Linked DNA regions of Cricetulus griseus: region 2 is linked to region 1. Evidence: chromatin contacts called from public Micro-C data. All regions are on one chromosome and are shown on one strand. The core of a region is the stretch at or near the end of the contact, and the rest is flanking DNA. Distances in the headings are between cores, read along the strand shown. Region 1 has its middle 19 kb from the start of Zbtb38. Region 2 has its middle 72 kb from the start of Pxylp1.

Evidence for each region. A called contact is a pair of places that touch in the nucleus more often than the background predicts.
Region 2: a Micro-C map of the CHO-K1 cell line shows a contact between it and region 1, with 8 times the contacts expected there. The contact joins two enhancer-like sites. A contact is called at or near these places in 6 of 8 Hi-C or Micro-C datasets (the CHK-Q cell line, the CHL-YN cell line, the CHO-K1 cell line and 2 more).

Annotation. Positions count from the first base shown.
Region 1 is chr4:205,254,860-205,258,578 of CriGri-PICRH-1.0, reverse strand. No RefSeq gene overlaps it. Among named protein-coding and RNA genes, the nearest start is that of Zbtb38, 19 kb to the left of the region's middle. Within about 2 kb of position 1,793, at least 6 of the 6 cell types and tissues checked have open chromatin away from gene starts, as enhancers often do. A contact at or near this core is called in the CHO-K1 cell line, where this site is marked.
Region 2 is chr4:205,395,688-205,399,406 of CriGri-PICRH-1.0, reverse strand. No RefSeq gene overlaps it. Among named protein-coding and RNA genes, the nearest start is that of Pxylp1, 72 kb to the left of the region's middle. Within about 2 kb of position 2,061, at least 1 of the 6 cell types and tissues checked has open chromatin away from gene starts, as enhancers often do. A contact at or near this core is called in the CHO-K1 cell line, where this site is marked.

The DNA.
Region 1 (3,719 bases), core at 544-3,043:
GAGTCTTCCCCGGGGACGAGCACACCAATGGTCAACCGACGCCAAGTAGGTCAACCCTGAAAACATACATACAAGTAACATTTACAGACTAAGCAGGTTATAAAGAAGAATGCATACGACAACAATCAATGAAAAAAGAGGTCATGAATTTGAGAGTAAGGAGAGTATATAGGAGGTTTGGAGGGAGGGAGAAGGGAGAAATGCTGTAATTATGTTATAATCTCACACACATACACAAAAACAGACCTGTAGCAATAACAATAACAACAACAACAAAAGAGTCAGAGGCCAGTCTAGGCTGTGCAGTGAGATCCTGTCAACAACAATAATGATATTCAAAGAGATACCTCTAACAATCTCCTTGGAAACTGAATTCAACCACAACTCAGCCAGGAGCACAGTTGACACTCAATCTCTTCTAATGTAAATGGTATAACTTCCTTTTAGAGCATGTTGAAGAAAAGCTGATCAAAATGACACCAAACATTCAACATCAGCCAACTAATCCAGGCTCTGAGCCAGATGCTTTCATCTTCATTTAGAGGAGTCTGGGGGAAAGGGTATTGCTTTCACTAACTACTGGATGCAGAGCCTACAGAACCAAGCCAATGCCTCTACTGTTCTAGGTGTTGAGAATGCACTTAGAATTCAGATGCGAAGCCCTGTTCACTTACTGGGCAATTCCTCTACTCCGGATAGCAACTTCCCAGTCCACAAACATCACCCTTCCGCATTTCACTTTGTGTAGAGCAAGCACTAGTGAACTTTCACACCCCACCTCCTCCATCTGAGTGCACTATTAATTTGCAGATGAGAGGAAGTACAGCAGGATGGGTCACCAAGCAGAGTCGACAGTTATGACGATCCACCCAATTTCCAGGAGCTCTTAACAGTAAGAGAAATGTCTGCTATAAAGTATATTAAGCATAAAGTCAATAAAGGTAAAAAAGTGGGCTAGTACAGTTGTGCATACGTGTGTGTCCGATGTGTATTTAAAGAGCTAATACATGTACAAAGGAACATTTTTCACATCATTCCATAAATGCCAATGAGTGTGTGTGTGTGTGTGTGTGTGTGTGTGTGTGTGTGTGAACTTGTATATTATCCTTTTTCAGAAAGTAACACTACACACATCACCCTATACTAAGTTTCTTTAAAATATAATATGGGAGCATTCCATCTATTTGTTCTTCAATAGATGCCTATTTGGCTATTGTATGATAAATATATAACTAGCTCCCTACAGGTGACCACTTATTTTTCAGTCTTTTGCTTTTGTTTATGCATTTTAGAGAAGTTTTTTTTAATAGCAAATAGAGAAACATATTAGGGGAAATGTTTTGTTTCTCGTTCTCATTAAAACACAAAGTCCTGCTAGACAAAACCCCATCCATTATGAGGTTTCTCGGTGGTTTGCATGAGTTCAAATTCTGAATGTTCTCAAAGCTTTTCAGAATTCTGCTCTATATCTTAAACGCCAGTTAAACAACAGCCCGTGTCTTCGGGAATTTTCCTCGCCTAATAAACAAATGCCATGGTTGAAGGGAAGAATTGTATACGATAGAATCCGAGGAGCCTAGACAAAAACTGAACTAGAAGCAGAAACATTTCCCTGCGACATCTCATCTCGGCTGCGTCCCCCGCCCCAGTCATCTTTCTATGTTCTCTCTGTGCTGTAGAGCCTCCTCGGCTCTCCCAAGCTGTGGGTGGAACATGCCATCTCATAGTTCCCAGGCAAGGCAATATTTCCGACCGCCATGCCCCCCATGCGAGGATTGGTTCCGTCACGGTCAGGAGTTAGACTCTGGCCCAATGAGCTCTGACCATAAAGTCAGAACCCTACAATGGAGATGGCTGCAGAGACTCCACCCACAGGCAAACCTCACACTGGAAAAGGCTCTCAAGTGCCACCCAGTGGCTTTACAAAGAGAAGAGGTTTATGAAAAAGCTGTTAAAACAAAACAAAAAGCAAGCAAAAAAACAAACCAAACCAAACCAAACAAACAAAAAAACCTTCAGGATCCTGGAAGATCTGCCGCAACGGCTTCAACTTGGTTGCCTAGCTTCCTGGGCTGGAGTCCCCCAGGACAGGTGCCTGGACAGTTCATCAAAATGTCTGCTTGACTTAGATGCAGGCTAATGCATGGGCGACAGCAGCATTTTGCGTTGGTTTGTGAGTTAGATGAGGTGTAACGATGTGTGATTTGTGTACCTATAAATGGTGCCTCAGCATCTAGCAGCCCAGTGTGGACCGGAAGAATAACCTTATTCAGTACTTATTTCACTTTGATGTGTTGTAAACATGTTGGTTTGTTTTCATTTTTGCGTTTAAGAAAGTTTGGCTGGCAAAGGTGGCACACACCTTTAATCCCAACACTCGGGAGGCAAAGGCAGGCAGATCCTTGTGAGTTCAAGGACAGCTTGGTCTATATAGTAGGTTCCAGGACAGCCAGGGCTACATAGAGACCCTGCCTTTAGAACAAAACAAAACAAACAGACTTGTTTGGGTAGTGGCAATTAATTTTGGACATGCTTGTTTTGCTGTTGTTGTTGTTTACATTTGTTTAATTTGTGTGCAGGTTCACACGTGTGCACACAGGAACATACGCCATTTCACACATGTAGAGAACACAGGACAACTTTCAGGAGTTGGTTCTCTCCTTTAAACCATTTGGGACTCACAGACTGAATTCCATTATTCAGGCTGATCCATCTGGCCAGCTCCATTTGTGAGAATTTTGTTTTAAGATTCATTCTTTATTTTTAATTTCGTGTGTCTGTGTTTAGGTATGTGTATGTGTGTGCAGATGCCTGCAGAAGTCAGAGGTATTGGGTCCCTCTAGAGATGGAGTTGCAATGGCTCCTAAGAGGCTGACGTGGGAAGCAAACCCAGGTTCACAGTATCCATTCTTAACTACTGAGCCATCCCTCCAGCATCCTTGTTGAGAATTTTAAAATAAAACATAATTGTATCTGAAAGTGAACAAGCTTTGAGAGGAAGTCTGTGGAGGCAAAGACAAGAGCCTCACCTAGACTGCTGGCTGCTGAGGGCCCCGAAAAAAGTGTTAGCGGAGAGGCCCACGAGCTCTGCTCTCCCTGAGCCTCTGCAGTGTGGCATCTCAGAAGGCAATAGATCCGTCAGTCTTGGAAGAGACACTTACTTCTGTGCACAGGGAGAGGCAAGTCCCACCAGCAGAGGTCACTGACGTGCCAGCTGGGAATCCGCAGCTCCTCTCACATGTGCGCGTGCGCCTGCCTTTCTCCCTTCTCAGCACTTTGAAGGGAATCAGTGCAAAGTGTATGCTTGCTGTTGGCAGATATTCTCAGTGGGGCCTGCCTTTGATACCCTCAACCTTAGGCTGTTTGTTTTAACATCGATGTAATACTTAGGGCAGCTTTGGATTGTACATCATCAAATTTGACTTGGTCCAGGAAGTTATATGTGCTTCTAGCCTGGAAGTTAAGGAAGGCACTACCTTCCCCAACACTACACACACACACACACACACACACACACACACACACACACAGGTGCACTTGAACACACACATCCAAATGGCTTGACCCTACTGAATAGGAATGGATGCCATGATGTGACATGGAGTGGTATAGACACTAAGAGAAGGTACCTGTGGACCATCTGCATCTGAGACACTTAGTGTTAGAACTAGCCGTGGACAACAGCTATGTGGCCCTCTTGAGTGGCCATCAATAGCCAT
Region 2 (3,719 bases), core at 812-3,311, 140 kb before region 1:
CTGCCTTAATCAATAACTCGGGCTCCTTACTAGATGACTTAGTGGGAATGTCCTAAAGGCAAAGCAAATCTGCTAGCCCCAGCTTGTCAATCAGCCTACACATGGTCTAATAATGAAACGTAACCTAGAGTCCTCAGCTGAGTTTCTCTAGACAGATGCTGGAGCATTTGGCTCTCTAGGACATTTACAAGCAATAGCAGATGGAAGAACATTGGGATACGAGCCCCGTCAATGATGTATCTTGTGATATTTCCTGATACCTTCTCAGGATAGACAGAGGAGAGGCTCCAAAGACCTGAAGGAGTTTTCTTATAGAATAAAGCCTGTTCCTCCTGCGTCTCCACAGTCTCACTAACATCTTAAAGGCAAGAATACTTATCTTTGCAAACTGTTAAAAGATTGAACAGTTCTCTTCAAACCAGGCAAAAGAATGCCTTAGCTCCCAGCATGCAAACATAAGCCCTATTTATAAATCTATCCATGGTTGTAATCTCACTTTATGTTTTCTTTTACATCATTACTTTGTTTTTTTGGCATGTTGGTATAAAACACATTCCATGGGCTGGGTGGTGGTGGTGCATGCCTTTAATCCCAGTACTCGGGAGGTAGAAGTAGGTGGATCTCTGTGAGTTCAAGGCCAGCCTGGTCTATAGAGCGAGTTCAGGACATCCAGGGCTACACAGATAACCCTCTCTCTATATCTATATCTATATCTATATCTATATCTATATCTATATCTATATGTATTTGCTTTGTGTATAAGGACATGTGCCTAGTGTATATATGGACACCACAGGCACACGTCAGCTGAGGCCAGAAGGACACATTGGATTCCCCTCTACTGTAGCAGGAGTTACAGGTATTTGTAAGCTACATGATATGGGTCCTTGGCAAGAGCCTTAAGAACTGTTAACCTCCAAGCCATCTCTGCACTCTCAATGTTTATTTGTTAACTATTCACAGCAGAGTCAATGGGCATGTAGTAAAATAATAAAGATTGTCTGGAGGTACAGTTCAGTGGTGACAGGCTTACCCAGTCAGCCCTGGCAGATATCTATCTTCACTTACATCATATCTATCTATCTATCTATCTATCTATCTATCTATCTATCTATATGTAGATATAGATATAGATATAGATATAGATATAGATATAGATATAGATATAGATCCCATGATGATTACAATCCCACCACTGGGTTCCTTCTTGGAATTGTTTTGTTTTTACCACAGTGTCAGTATATAACTATCTATATGTTTCTGCAGCCCAAAGGATCTCATTCCAAAACTCAAAAGTTAAAAGATGGGACAATTGTACTACAAGACTTGAGCCCTAGACAAGAGGGAGGGAACCTGCCTAATGGTCAAGGGCAAATTCTGTTCTTGTGTCCTGTGGGAGACAGCAGTTCCAGAGTGAACTCACTTCGATGCAGGGGTTCCAGTCAATTCCTGCCACACAGGACCCAGGTCTTTCTCTACAACCAACAGAGAATAGAGTGTTACAATACACTTGGGCAGAGACTGTGCCTCCCAACAGTGGAGCCATTTATGGAAGATGGATGGTCATCCTTCAGTTCCCCACAACCACAGAGCTCCTGAAGGAGTGGAAGCAGGAGAGTAAGGCGGTCTAGAAGGCCTCTCTGCAAAGGATCCAGAATTACCACAGGAGGAAAAATCAGCTGGCCAAAAGGAAAGCCTGGAAACTCCCCGCCTGAGGCTGACTAAATCCAGCCACTGGCCCTGGTGCAGAAACACCCAAGTGTTTGAAGGTGACCTATGAATCATTACAGTACCAAAAGGCAAATCCCGGAGACTTCAGATTCTGATGAGACCATTGGATGACTAACATTATATTTCAAGCTTAAATTACAGTGCTTAAGAGATCTATAAAACAAAAAAATGCCTCTAATCTGTAAGCCTCATTTGCCCAAGGACCGATGACATCCTAGAATGCTGGGGCTGTTGCTCCTACAAGCCACATGTTTTCACTTCTGTAAACGAGGTTGGTTGACCCAACTGCACAGGGTGTGCCTGGTCACATGTAGGCAGGAGGTACTTAGGCAGGAAGTACATCAGGATGTATGCTTGCCCATGATTGGATGAAGGTGGGCTTTGCCTTTATAAGCCTTTATAAACACGGGTTAATGTTAATTTGCAGACATTCTCTGGGACATTGGATCTGGCCAGTGTCCATCTTTCTGGCCAGTATTTAATAAATCTTTCTTCAATTTGACTCAAAAATTGCCATAATGGTCCTATCCTCTCCTGGAGGGCTTAACAACGTGCCATGTATGAAGCTGCAGGAAGAACTACACGTTCCGGAGTATTACAGTAATGAATGGAAACCACCCCTAGATGGAGACATGCCCTTGTCTTCTCCCATAAGAGTTCATCTGAGGTCCTGCCCGAGATGTCTTTATTACATTCCTCCACTCAAGGCTTAGGGATCTATATGGAAAAAGAGGCTGAAAGACTTTAAGAGCCAGAGGTGGTGGACAGCTCTAAGGAAACAGCATTTTCTAAGGAAACAGAGACTGCAACAGCATGCACAGGAACTGCACAAGCTCAAGCCAGACAAGTCCCAGTGTGGAGAAAGGGAAGTGGCACAAAGTCCCACCCGGAACCAAGAAGCCGTTTGCGACTGATAGCTGCTGCAAGAGGAAAAAAAAAATCAGTTTTCTCCAATCGAGTGACACTGGGTATATCAACCACTCCAAGACAGGCCTCATGTTCAAGAGTAATTGACAATACAAAATGGAGTCTCTCTCTCTCTCTCTCTCTCTCTCTCTCTCTCTCTCTCTCTCTCTCTCTCTGTGTGTGTGTGTGTGTGTGTGTACTCTGTGTTTTAAGACAGAAAGAATATGAAATAAGGAAGGGAAGGATTTAAGGAAGGAGAAAGAATAAGATCAAAATGTATTGTATGAAAAAAAGTTTAATTAAAAAAATAAATAAAAGTAAAAGAGTTATCCCAGTGGGGTAGGTTAAGGACCTGGCTGCAGTTGGTCTTTTTTGTCAGGACAGTTGGATCCCCAATAATGACGTGGAGATTTATTAGTCATGAAAGCTCCGCTGATAGCTTAAGCTTGTTTCTAACTAGCTCTTATAATTTAATTTCCATTTCTATTCATTTACTTTCAGCCTTGTGTCTTTATTACTTCATCTCCATAGTGCCCATCCTGCTTGGTCTGCATAACCTGGCATATCCGACTTCTTCATCGTCTGTCCTCTACCTGGAAATCCTGCCTAGCTATTGGCCGTTCAGCTTTTTATTAGCCCACATTTTCACAGTATGCAAGAAGATGATTCCACAACACCTGGTTAAGAAACCACCCCTAGGAAGATGGCTTCACCTGAATACAGTACTTTTCCTTCCCAGGATTCCCACCACCTTGTGCAGTTCCTACCATCCACCCTAAAGCTTGGCTGGGTCTGCCTGCCTGTCCGAGTCCTGACTCAAAGGGCAAAACTTTCCCTTTTTCTTCTCTGTTAGATGCTGTTTGGAGCCTGTTACACTCTGGGACTTGGCCTTGCTCCTCTCTCCATCATGTGATGGCCTGCCTATAACTGACCTGCATGCTGGCTTATCGCAAAGGCTTGGCTTCTTTTCACTTCTGTCTTCATTTTCTTTCTCTAGACAGCTGCAAGAGTTAAGCCTGCCCTGGGGTTTTTCTTTTCAAACTCTGATAAACTGCCTTTAAACATCTGTTTGAGTCCATTCT